Linked DNA regions of Mus musculus: region 1 is linked to region 2. The links are chromatin contacts, called in public HiChIP or PLAC-seq maps. All regions are on one chromosome and are shown on one strand. The core of a region is the stretch at or near the end of the contact, and the rest is flanking DNA. Distances in the headings are between cores, read along the strand shown. Region 1 has its middle 47 kb from the start of Mrpl15. Region 2 holds the start of Sox17 (SRY (sex determining region Y)-box 17).

What was found. HiChIP or PLAC-seq counts read pairs in DNA pulled down with a chosen protein or histone mark.
Region 1: an H3K27ac HiChIP or PLAC-seq map of extraembryonic endoderm stem cells shows a contact between it and region 2. The contact joins the enhancer-like site here to the promoter of Sox17 in region 2. A contact is called at or near these places in 12 of 39 promoter capture datasets (the 3T3-L1 cell line, 3T3-L1-derived adipocytes, the C10 cell line and 8 more), 8 of 115 datasets of contacts at active chromatin or transcription factors (embryonic stem cells, extraembryonic endoderm stem cells, neural tube and 1 more) and 3 of 9 other capture datasets (adipose tissue, liver and pancreatic islet).

What each region holds. Positions count from the first base shown.
Region 1 is chr1:4,735,697-4,741,853 of GRCm38.p6, forward strand. No RefSeq gene overlaps it. Among named protein-coding and RNA genes, the nearest start is that of Mrpl15, 47 kb to the right of the region's middle. Within about 2 kb of position 3,820, at least 4 of the 459 cell types and tissues checked have an H3K27ac peak or open chromatin away from gene starts, as enhancers often do. A contact at or near this core is called in extraembryonic endoderm stem cells, where this site is marked.
Region 2 is chr1:4,493,312-4,499,660 of GRCm38.p6, forward strand. It overlaps Sox17 (SRY (sex determining region Y)-box 17), which reads right to left and starts at 4,043. Exons shown (of 5, transcript NM_011441.5): 1 at 2,980-4,043; 2 at 1,825-2,631; 3 at 461-552; 4 at 1-155. The coding sequence starts at 95.

The DNA of each region.
Region 1 (6,157 bases), core at 2,570-5,069, 240 kb after region 2:
TCCAGACTCCCTCTTTGCTCTTCCTGTCCCCCAACTCAACTTCTTCTAGCTATCAAACCTCTACCAGATAGCACTCCAATTCGTGATCCAGCTAACCAATCTCCCTCTTACCATTATAAACTTGTCTCTATAATCTCTCCTAATACCCCACTCTCCTCAGCTTCCTTTTCTCACCATATTTCCCCAGAGTCTCCTTGCTCAATCTCTCCAGACTCCTCCCTTCTCCTGTGCTAGCTGAAGGCCATTCCAGTTGTCCTACACTGGCACTACTTTCAGCCTTCCCACCACTCGCTCTAAATCTACAGTCAAGCCCTCTACTTCTTCCCTAACTCAGCATTCGTCCTTCCTTTACACTATGACCCACATCCCCTCTCTCACCCCCTGACACTCATCAAACTCTGTCCTATCTTCACTAGCTCTTTTATCCTAACAGTCAAGTGTTGTCTTATTTTGTTAAAAGCCCACCTTCAGCCTACTCCTGAGTACTTACATTTCTTAAAATCTACCACTGCCTCTTGCAAAATCTGTCAGTTGTCAGACTCAACTCCAGGTATCATAGCACCCCTTTTCCTACCCATCAGGCTAGAGGTTCCCTTCCTGAAACTGACTGGCAACTTGACTTTACCCACATGCCCACTGTCAAATGTGCCAAGTACCTTCTGGTCTTGGTGGAAACCTTCTCAGTGTCAGTGGAAGCATTCCCCAATAACAACAAAGGGACTCAGACAGTCTCTGGTCTTCTCCTCCAAGAGATCATTCCCAGATTTGGTATCCCAGTGAGACAAGGTCCTGAATTCACTTTCCAAATTTCTCAAACTCTATCTAATGCCCTAGACATACCCTGGTATTTTCTTATTCCCTACCACCCCATCTTCAGGAAAGGTAGAAAGAACTAACCACTCCCTAAAAACCACTCCTGTCTAACTGTCACAGGAACTTCACCTCGATTGGGTAAAACTCCTACCTCTGTCTCTCTTTAGGCTATGAGACTGGGTAAAACTCCTACCTCTGTCTCTCTTTAGGCTATGAGCTCTGTCCCCAAGCAACCTCTTTTCATCTCATCTTTCGAACTCATGTATGGACATCTGGTCCTAACTCCTGACCACTACAGTTTGATTCTCAGGATCTACATGGCAGAAGGAAAGAATCAAGTCCCATAGTTATCCTTGAACCTGCGCACACACACACACACACACAGACACAAACACACACACACTCATAATAACTAAATAAATAGAAGTAAAATAAATAAATAAATAATCTTTTAAAAAATATTATTGTTGAGAGTCTATTTTATCCCAGTCAGAATGGGCATTACCAAGAAAAACACAAGAAATTCTTGGATGTGAGGAAAGAGGAACCCTCCTTTATTGTTGATAGAAGAGTGAACAGGTGCAGCCACTATGGTAGTGTAGAGATTCCTCAAAAACCTAAAAACAGAATTACTATATGACTCATCTATATCACTCCTGAGCACAACCCAAGGGACTCTGTAATTCTACTCCAGTCTTATTTATACATTTATGTTTACTGTGGCTCTATTGACAATGCCAAGAAAACTGAACCAATGGAAAAATAGATAACAAAACGGCAATACATACATGCAATGGAATTTGTTCAGCTGCTTAAAAATGAAATAAAATTTTAATAAAAAAACATGGAATTGGAAAATATTATATTAAGTGAATTAACTCAGGTTCCAAAAGATAAACTACATATCTTCTCCTACATATGTTGATCATAGTTTCTAACATATGTATACATTTATATTTGAGTTAATGTGTGTAGAATCTAGGAAAGTAAAATGGGTAATGAATTTTGGAAAGAATTTTTTTGTACAACACATATGATACAAACATTGAGAGAATGTTGGAATTGGACTGAGTTAGAAGAGGGGTTCAGATAGATGGGAGAGAAACCGTCCTCATAGGCTTTTCCTGTGACTTTGCAAGACTTGCTAGCTAGGACACAGATGAGACCAGCAGCCTTGGGGGCGGTACGGGACACTGTCACCCAGCTTCCAGGAGCCATTCCTCCCAGATGTGAGGGGACAGAAGAGAAAGAGCGGTTTCTGTTTCCTACAGCATAGAGCCCTGAAGAACATCTACATCTGTGATGGGAGTGCCTGCAGGCTCATAATCTTGTCCAACCAAATACTGAACCACAGTTAATGATGATTTTATACCATGTTGAAAATCTGAGAAATATCATTCAGACACCAAAATATTGACATTTCTGACTGCTACTTACTTTCTCTTTGACTATAAAAAAACAGGATAGTTAGAATTATCTCACAAAATTCTGGGCATATGCTTTCTATAATCTTGTATTGGGTAGATTAGATCCTGGACAGAAAAGGGTTTTGAAAACCTATTCTAACAAAATGAGACCATTAGAGTTGAAAAAGTAACTAATTTAGTCATTTTTAAAAATGCCATCAGAAAAAGTTCTTCAGACACTGGGCTGATTACGTCTGTTCTACTCTGAGCTGTCTTTGCCACATTATTTTTAACCCCTGTTTTATCTCTACAGAATGAACATAAGCATCAGCGTCTAGCCTTGTTTTTATGTTTGTGAGCATTTTGCCTGCATGTATCTCTGTGCACCTTGTGTGTACCTGGTGTCCACGGAGGCCAGAGGAGTTTCCAGAGATAAAAATTTTAAAACATATTATTATATTTGTAGGTGAAAACTTCTTTGAATTACAAAATAAGACTAGAAAAAAATCCAACCCATAATTGCAAACATAAAGATGCACTGGGCATTAAATCTGCTCTTAGGTTTATTTTAGTGGAGTACCAATAAATCCTAATGTATGACATGAGGAAATACTTGAGAGCCCAGTGCAGGTTGCCTCTTCTCCCACACCTTCAGGAAGCACCACAGCCCTGCTTTCCAACTCTCAACACCACCTGTTGGTGAACCACAAGGAAAAATGATGGTCTCTTCACTGTTGCCAGGAAGATTCGATTCAACAGAGTGTCAAACACTACCAGTGTCCAAATCTTCACACCTAGCTTATCACAGACAGTTACACTAGACATAAGTAGTGGATTCTGGGTAACAGTGCTTTTTAAAAGTTCCTCAGAGTGACTCTGGAATATTGCCAGAGGTAAAAAGTATTTAAAGGACTAGCATATTCTATGATCTCTTTTAAAACCTTATGGTCTCTTTTAAAAAATTCTCCTGCATGGTGATATAGGAGAATTGAGAGTTTGAGGCCACCCTAAGCTGCATAAGCACTAACAAATAAGCAGATAATAAAATGAATAAAAGTGTTAGATGTTTGGCAAGACGGCATATATCATTAGTTCTAGCTACTTGGCTGGAGTAATCTTCCTTGGGCCAAGTAATTCAAAGTCAGCATGGGTGACCTAAGAGACTTTACCTCAAAAATATAAATAAGCAAAAAATCAACACCTCAGCTTTCTATTTCAAGGGACACTTTTCCTGTGGATTCTTATGGCAAAGAGGAAATTCAAAGTAGCAGGATCCATCTTTTTTTCCCTTTGAGCTACAAAGCGCATACATGCAAAGACAGCACACACAAAGTAAAGACCAACATGCTTAAAGGAGGAATCCCAATCCTATGGCCTGTCCTCAACCAAAAGATCTTGATGGCTTTATTTGGTTTAAGGAGAATGTCCAAATTGCTTCTGGCAGTGTGTTTGGTGCCTCTGGGTACAAGGAACAGTCCTCTCACAAGCAAGAGTAAAGAGCCCCAGGGCAGCAGTGAGTGCTCAGCTGCCTGCAGCTCTCAGAGCTCATGTGGGAAACTGGCTCAGTGTAGCCATGAAGTCCAGGCCACTAACCTTTATGCCAGTGAAGTGAGCAGTTTCTCTAAATACAATGGAACCTCTGTCACTTTGAAGATAAGCTCTCACAAGCTGCTTAAAACAATCATTCTGTACTTTCTTTCCTGTTTCTAGATTTATTTTAAGTATTAGTATAAAATGTCACAGTAGCTGATAGTGGCCAGATCAGTTTGTATAAAGCTCAAATGCCTGCTTGTAGCATATTACAGCTATATTTGACACAGGAAAGCACTTAATCATGCTTGCTATCAGCACACCACACCCACCTTTGTGAGGACCCTTAGAGGCTTCGAGATTTATCACTGTTAAATTGTGCTAGATGGACAGCCCTAATGGACAATGCAGACTACTTCTGAGAAGTTTGGGCTAAAAGAGTTCCATCTACAACCCAAATGTTAAGAACAAGTTCAGAAAATCCAAGCATCTCCCAGGAACAGTTTCAATGGATCCTCTGTCCCCCTTCATCTGAAGGTCTTAGACTCTAATAAGAGTATGTCTGACAACATGGCCAAAAAACTAAATAAAAATATAATAGATTTGTGTGCATGTTCATGTGCGTGTTTGTCTGTCTCTGTGTGTGTGTGTGTGTGTCTGTGTGTGTGTGTGTGTGTGTGTGTGTGTGTGTGTGTGTTGTGTGACATATACATGAGTATCCACAGAAACCAGAAGAGGGTCTTGAATACGTGGAGTGGGAAGGAGCGGAGGTTGAGAGTTTCCTGCGGTAGGAACTGGGAACTGAAGTTGGGTTCTCTCTAGGTCCTCAACTTCAAGTTCTTTTACAGCCGAGCCATCTCAACAGTGCCCCCAAAACAGACTCTCCTGAAATCTGCTTAGTTCCATTGCCCTTCTACAGTGATGTTGCTGCTGCTGACATAGATGGACATGTAGTATTGCTATGGCATTTTTACACTTAACCAACTTCTTTATCCAATACTTGTTTCCCCTGGACCATAAGGTGCCCCTACCCAGAACACAGGGCCATGCCATCTACTTTATGCCGTGAATATCTGGAGCCCATTGAGTAAATGAGTTGAGAGGAGACAACTACCCCTATGTAGAAGTTGATCCCTACTTCCTTCTTCTTAAATGTGATGCCTATTGGCCATGAAACCTGTTGGGTTTCTTTGGTTTTTAGCTTCAAGCCAATATACCTGAATTTGAGTCTTGGTTCTAGCCTTCCAGAGGGTGCCCATGCCTCTCTATACTTCTGCTTCCACTTTCAAGAGCTGCTGTGTGTCTCAGAGGGTGGCTTTAGAAGGGATATAGGACATTATCACTTTGCCATTTAAAGTTAGTATATTAGCATGCTAATGGAAAACTACACTCTGAAGCCAGACAGGCTGGTCACAGCTCAACTCTTTCAGGGAACTTACAACACCTTCTAAGATCCAGATTGCTTCTATAAAATAGTAATAACAGAATGCTATAGAGGTTTTCCCTTTTATCGTGGCATTGCCAAACTTTTTGGATGTTATCCTGATTCTTACTTTTAAGTACTTAATTAGCAAACATGGTATATATTCAAGTTGTACATGTATTAATTTGTATAGAGGCATTGCATAATGACTGACATGAATGAATAAGGCATCTGCGGCCGGGTGGGCCCTGTACATCATGGGGTCTCCTCCCAGCCTGTGGTGTAACTGGAAGAAGTGAAACCTTTGAGAAGCCACTGGGTTTGTATCCTTGAAAAGTCACAAGAATGTGAACTGTCACCACCCACTTCTGATTCCTAGCTGCCATGAAATAAACAGCTGTGCTAGACTACATATTCCCCAATATGATGTTCTACCTGCCACAGACCCAAAGCAACTAGATCCCAGACAACGTGCCATTTGACCTTGCTGTCAAAGTAGTATATTAATGTGACCACTATGATACTATCACACCCCCAAAAATTAATGGTTCCTTAACATCATCTCAATTTTAATTTATAGCTGAGCTTTCTAGTTGTTAGAGTTCATAGTCGCTCATAGTCTGTTCAGAGTTGGCTTCATTATAACATGGTGATAATAAAATCTGCAATGTGTGATGTGGTTGGCCACCATCTCTAGGTCACCTGTGTGCTCCACCCAGTCCCTCTGACTTGCTTTTTCTGCATTAAAACTCACAGCAGTGTTTTTCTGAATCAGTTGTTTTTTGTTGTTGAATGTTCCACATTTTGGGTTGAGGTAATTGTTCCACTCTAGCTTTTTTCTTTTTCCAAATCTTAACATGTAAATTCTACTGTGAGGATTAAAATGCATAGCAGTGTATTTGCTGAGACTGCCATTGCCAAGACTAGATGACCATGTGTATTCTCTCACAGTTCTTGAAGCTAGAATTTCAAGATCAAAGTCTCC
Region 2 (6,349 bases), core at 2,793-5,292:
CAGGGACAGGGGCCCAACCCTGCCATCACCGCGGGCTGCGCGCTCCGGGGCTGGCTCTGGTCGTCACTGGCGTATCCCGCATCCGGGCTGCTCATGGCTCTCCAGACCGACCCCGAGCTCTGCTATGGCCACGGGACACGCCGCTTCCCCCGACCCTGAGGCAGGGATCGGAAGCTAGCCTGGAGATGCCCAGAGGAACTCGTAAAGCTGAGCGGGTGCTACCCTCCCGCTGCTCTCCTGGTAGACCTAACCCTTCGCCTAATCCGCGCTGGAGATCTACCCAGTGACACTGCGGGTGTCCCCCCGGGCCGCGGGGCCCTTTTCTTTATGGACGCGGCCAATGGCGAGGCGGGGGCGGACCGGACCCTAGTCCTTAGGCCCCCGCCCAGCCAGTGGTCCGAGTCCCAAGTCCCACACCCGCCCCTTTCCCCTCCCCCGGCAGTGTTCTGGCTACACCTGCCTTGGGGAAAACTGGCTGGAGCCGGGCGCTGGCGCCAAGACCTCTTGGGGAAATAGGAAGGCTGAAATTCAGATGTCTGGAGGTGCTGCTCACTGTAACGGAAGATTGAAGAACAAGTCCAAGGTTGTTCACATCAACATACTAGGTATAGGTATTTATTCCATTCTTTTAAAAAAATATTACCGAAGGTAATTAACTTAGCATGATTTTTCAGAGAAAAAAAATCCTGTTCTTCTCCCAAGAACTCATCCATCATGCTTATATTATAATAAAAATATCCAAGGTAAATAGCAAGTTGTAATAAAACAAAGTTTAACATAAAATGCTATATCACTAATATATCACTGCTCAATAAGAGCTCAAGTCAACCCTGAGGAATTTCAGTGTGAAACATAAAAATATAAAACAAAAGCTCCTTTTGTGTGTTCGGCAAAAGAGGCAAGATCTGGTTTTATTTCTAAAGACTTGCAAGGCCATGATTCCATCGCAAACACCACGAGATTAAAATGTAAAATAAAGTGCAAAGACAGCAGCACTGTGCTGTTCCTCGGAGGAAAAGGATCAGTCCATTTAAGCAGCAAATCCGTAGCGTGTAAGACTGTTAGCCTGACAGACGGTTACAACGTTTTCTTAAGACTGGAATGAAAAGCTGACCACCCTTAAATTTATTTTAAACCTGAAAGTACTTTCCCACGGGCTTCAAAACATGCCTTCCTACAATGCTTATCCCAGCAACCACTCAGCACCCTCCAAATATTAGCAAACTCATTTAGTTCTAGACGTAGTCTTTTTCAAGGGCAGCATTATAGATTCTAGGAGAGGAAAGGGAGACTCATCACCTGTTAAGGCAGACACTGGGAGAGTGTTACACACACTTAGCAGCCCTCCTTCAGACAAGGAGCTCCAAAAGCTCTGTGTTACATTTGAGTTTGTTTGCATGTTTGTGTTGTTCTCTACCAGATCCAACGGTCATCCTTGCGTAGTTTTAAGGTAGGAAAACTCAAAGGAATGGTGATCGAGCTCAGTTTGAATGTTCATCTAGTACAATTCCGAAAGACAGTCTATGAGATGCCTAGTGCCTGTAATTCTATAATTCCAGCACTTGAGATGTGGGGGGCAGAAAAATACGTTCATGATTGTCCTTAGCTACATATGGAATTAGAGGCCAGCCTGGGCTACATGCAACCCTGTCTTGAAGGAGAGGAAGAAAGGAAGAAAGGAAGGAAGGGAGGGAGGGAGAGAGGGAGGAAGGAAGGAAGGAAGGAAGGAAGGAAGGAAGGAAGGAAGGAAGGAAGGACTCAACATGTCAGTTTCCAAAACAGACTTTCTTTACTGTGAATAGCTGATTGAAAAGTATTACTTACTTGTATCCATGAGGTGACATGCTGAGGTTTTCCTGTATTATTTCAGAGACCAAATCTGGCTTACTGGAGGTTCCAAAAAAGCACAGAGATTTTGATAGCTTCTGGTCTGCAGTTTCTGGAGCTACTTTGTCTCCAAAGAACTCATACAGAAGCCAGCTTTTCTCTAATTTGTTATGTTATAAAGCAGTGGTGACCCTCCCTCCCATTTAAAGCTGGAGGTTGTGTGTAGAGATCAGTGATAGTAGTTAAAACTCCAGGTCTGTAAGATTCATACAAAGGGGGTAAAATTAAATCTGCTTTAAGAAATAAAAAAAATGATATTTTAAATTGGTAATTTAAAAGCAATTGGTCTTAAATCTAACTGATAATGTGCTTTTCCTCAAAGCTTTTTATTTTTTTCTGAAAAACATTAGCTTGAAAGTAAAACAAAAAAAATGCATTTCAGATGTTTAATCAAGGAAACTCTAAGGGTAGAAATAGCAATTTTACAAATCGATTCTCTAGCCAGGTGCTCTTTAAGAAAAAAAAAATTCTATCTCTTCTGTTGTTAGTTTTGAGACAGTCTCCCCATGTAGCTCTCCTGCCTCTCAGAAGCAGGGACGCAGTCCCTCACCTCCACAGTGACTCTTCTCTTTTGTATCTAGTAATGGGCATCTTTTCAAAGATCTCAGGGCCTAATTTTCTCTTTCCGTGTTTTTTTTTTTTTTAAATAAACTACGGGTTTTGTTTGAAATGACGATTGAAAACAGTAGCGGGTCCAGAATGCATTTTCTCTGTCTTCCCTGTCTTGGTTGATTTCTCTAAAAACTAAGAGACAACAGAAATATAATTCAGGTGTAGGTCTAGAAAATGTATTTACACCATTTTACCTGGGTACCTAGTTCTGTTCGAGCTCCATAAAAGGAACTGAGAAAGTGGTTAGAAAGAAAGCCCGGGGATGGGGAGGCAGCGTTATTTACAAGCATCCCTGAAGATTAACAACTGATCTTTCTGAGGGAAAGCACAAACACAGTAGGAGTCCAAGCGACCACTTTTGGGCTCTTCCCCGTTCCTTAAAACAGCCTCCCCTGGAGTCCCTAGATAGCACTTTACTTAACAAATCTACCAGGAAATGTGGCGCTTTCCCAAGACTAGTCCCCCTTCCCGTCCTCTTACCTAGATCTAACTTCTGCTGACCATTCTCTTGATAGATACTTTGGGAGGAGTGTTGGGGCCAACCGCACTTCAGACCCGCCAGCAGTGTGAGTGGGCCATATTTCAGTTTCTTCACTAAATGGGTGTTGGAAGCCGAGCTCACGACGTTATCAAAGCCAGCCACAAATGCCACAAGTAAAGAAGCAAACATCCGGAGCGGCTTCCTGCAAGCCTTGCTTCCCTCAACACTAGAGATTTACTGGGGTGGGGGTGGGTATCTGGACTAGAAGCCTGGCACGCCTGTCTGCTGTAGTCCGCAGCGGTATCACACTCAAACAGTGCAGGATTTCTAGGTGGCTACTGCCTAAGCCACATCCCCAAAGCAGACCTGAGGCTCGAAAGGCTGGGGCAAGGAAGCGTCTAATGTAACTAGAAGCTGTGCCCGTAACCATTTGGGGCCTGTAGCAAGCGGGTTGGTGATCAACTGGGACTCCGAAGTGGGAGAGTCTAAGCCACTCTTCTACAGCGAGCCTCAGAGTGAGTGGTTGATTTCTCGAAGGTTTTATGGTTTTGGTGTTCTGATGGCCAAGGCCTGTTAAAGGACATTCAAGTCCAATTGCACAGGATCCGTGGGCACTCAAGCAGATCCGTGGTCTGTGGAGAGCAAGTTCATGAGGGCGGAAAAGGGAGCGTGGGCTGTCATCACGGAGACAGCCCCCGGCGGACTCTAAGATAACAGAGACAATAGTACCACTGGACGGTCTAAAATACGTGCCTCAGAGTCTGCCTCTGAGAACACCGAGCGTCGTGCCCCGGGCTCCGCACCTCCCAGGTAGGGCCACGCAGAGCGATGCGGTCGATTGGCACCTTTCACCCGGGCACCAAAAGGCGCAGTCTCTTCTCCCCTTTATACCTTTCGCGCTCTTTCCAGTCCCTGGTCAGTCCCCAGTGGGTCGGAGGTGGAGATGGAAATTCGGGAACTTGAGAGGAAAGAGTGGCAAGAAAGACAGTGATCACCGGCCCCCACGGTGGCCCAGAACATTCAGGCCAGACCCTGCAATCTTCGCTTTGCTAGCCTCTCCCGTGAGAGCTGAGAACGTCTGACCCCAAGATTAACTTCGGGGGCTCATTCCGCACACCGTTGGGAGCGTGCATCCTGGGTGGGCGGGGTCTCACGTAACTGTCCGAATCTCTGTCTAATCGTGCCCCGAAACCCCACCCTAGCAGCTGGCGACTCGGAGACCACGTCCTCCTTCCCGCTCGGCCCTAGCTGAGTTTTTCCGCGGCGAAGCAGGAAGTAAACTGCTCCCGCTCCACTTCCCAGCTCAGTAACCGGTCGGGAATGTTTCTTAGAACCCATACCCCATCTGTGTTCCCCAGACGAAGTAAGGACTCCTCTTTATTCCTGCTCCATGGAACCTCAGGTTCTCTTGGGACGGTAGTCTGAGAGCTAGGAATGAAGCCTTGCTCACATTTCTTTGTCCTCTTCCTTGAAATTTAAAGACAATTCAAATATGGCTTGGGTTTTTATAAAGGTGATGGCTGCTGTAGCCTAGTAGTACCACACCCTAGGGAAGACGGGCTTCCTTGGAGAAAGGCAATCCTCGCCTTGCAGTCTGGCCTGTCACTGTGAGCAGAGCACTTGCACTCTCTCCAGAGAGCAAACTGGGTAGGACTGCTTCCCAGGATGCCCAGTGTGGCATCCTTAGTCTTCTTCTCTGATTTATTAATATCCAGCTCAGTCTATGATCCTGTAATACTCCGTTCCTGGACTGTGAAAGTGATGATGACTACACAGTGGGTCAAGCACATTGAGTTGTTTCGTTGAGTTTGCTTTGGTTTTGTAGCAGAGGCAATAGGTGCCTTTCCATCCAGAAAACTCTGCTCCCAAGATCCCCTATCAGGATTAACTGCATGGCGCCAGATTGTTGGTTAGGGCAAGGTATGTGCTCTGTGATCATGGAAATGATCAAAGTTAAATAGGACTTGCCACTCCTGACAGCACTCATTACCTCCTGTATGCGCTTCAAGCATAACAGATTTCTAACCTGAACCTAATTTAGCTTCCAAAGCTTAAAAACAAGAGGGAAGAGTTAGGAAGCCTTCCGGGGTTTCAGCTGGGTTACTTGAATGTTGTACTCTACCCATTTGGTGAACATGCCAACAAGTTCATAGCAACACAGGGTCTTCCGTTCACTACACCTTTCAATCCTGGATCACAGGGCTTTCCAGCCTTGACTACATACTTACGAATAATAGAATGTCCAGATTAATCCTTGGGTCTTCTTACTCCTAAGTGGAAACAGTAAGGACCATCTCCATAGACCTTAAAGGCTCATATGTCTGGGTCACAGGACTTCTGGAGAGTAATATTCTCTCCACGTCTCCTTCAATAATTCAAATTGCATCTGAAATCACAACATTACTGGGTGTTTAAATCCCACGGCTATCTTAATGCTTTTATCGAAGAAAGCCAGGCTGAAGATGCACATACATAATTTTACAAGTAGCTATATGATGCAAAAGTAAATGTCTGTCTTTAGGGCATTTGGAAAGTTATCTTTGAAATTAATTTCTTCATAAGCATGGTAATGTTTACAATGCAGTTTCCCTACCTCATCTGACCCTCACAACTGCCCTGGAAGTTACTGAAGTCGCTATGCCCGCAGTCCTCTTTTGGTGAAAAAAGAGCAGCGACTCAGTGACTTAACGCCACATAACAAAGGTTCTTAGACCATATCATTTTTCTAGCAGGAAACAATAACAGGCCTTATTATGAATTTATTTCTGTGCCATGTTTACAAATAATGAGAGACAAATTGGAATTTACAAGGATTAAATAAAGGAGTCAGTAGTGATGGATTAAGGATCCTTGGAAAAGAATGAAATGTTCTTATTAACTGGGTCATGATACTTTTGATACCAGAAGTACAGCAATGAAAAAGAGAAAGTATCATTTAGACTATCTGGGTTTCTGCTGGTCAGTGCTGTCACATCCTCTCACTCGCAGCACTTGGGACACAGAAGCAGACACATCTGAGTTTGGAACTAGACTGGTCTACAGAGTGAAATTCAGAACAGCCAGGGCTACACAGAAAAACCCTGTCTCAGAAAAAAAAAAAATAGAATATCTAGGTTTTTAAGAAGGAAGCCTAAGCCTTACATGACATCTCATTTATTTTGATATCTGTTTCATACAGGCAAATTCTAATTCATCTGAGCTACATGAGAAGAGTTCAAAGATGGAGCTAACATTCTAATATAAATAAAATGAAGTTTTCTCATTGTGTGCCATGTTCTCTCAGACTATAAAAGACATGGTTAGCTTTGATGAACTATTGTAATCTCATCTATCACATACTTAAATGACTGGTAACTTCAATATACATTA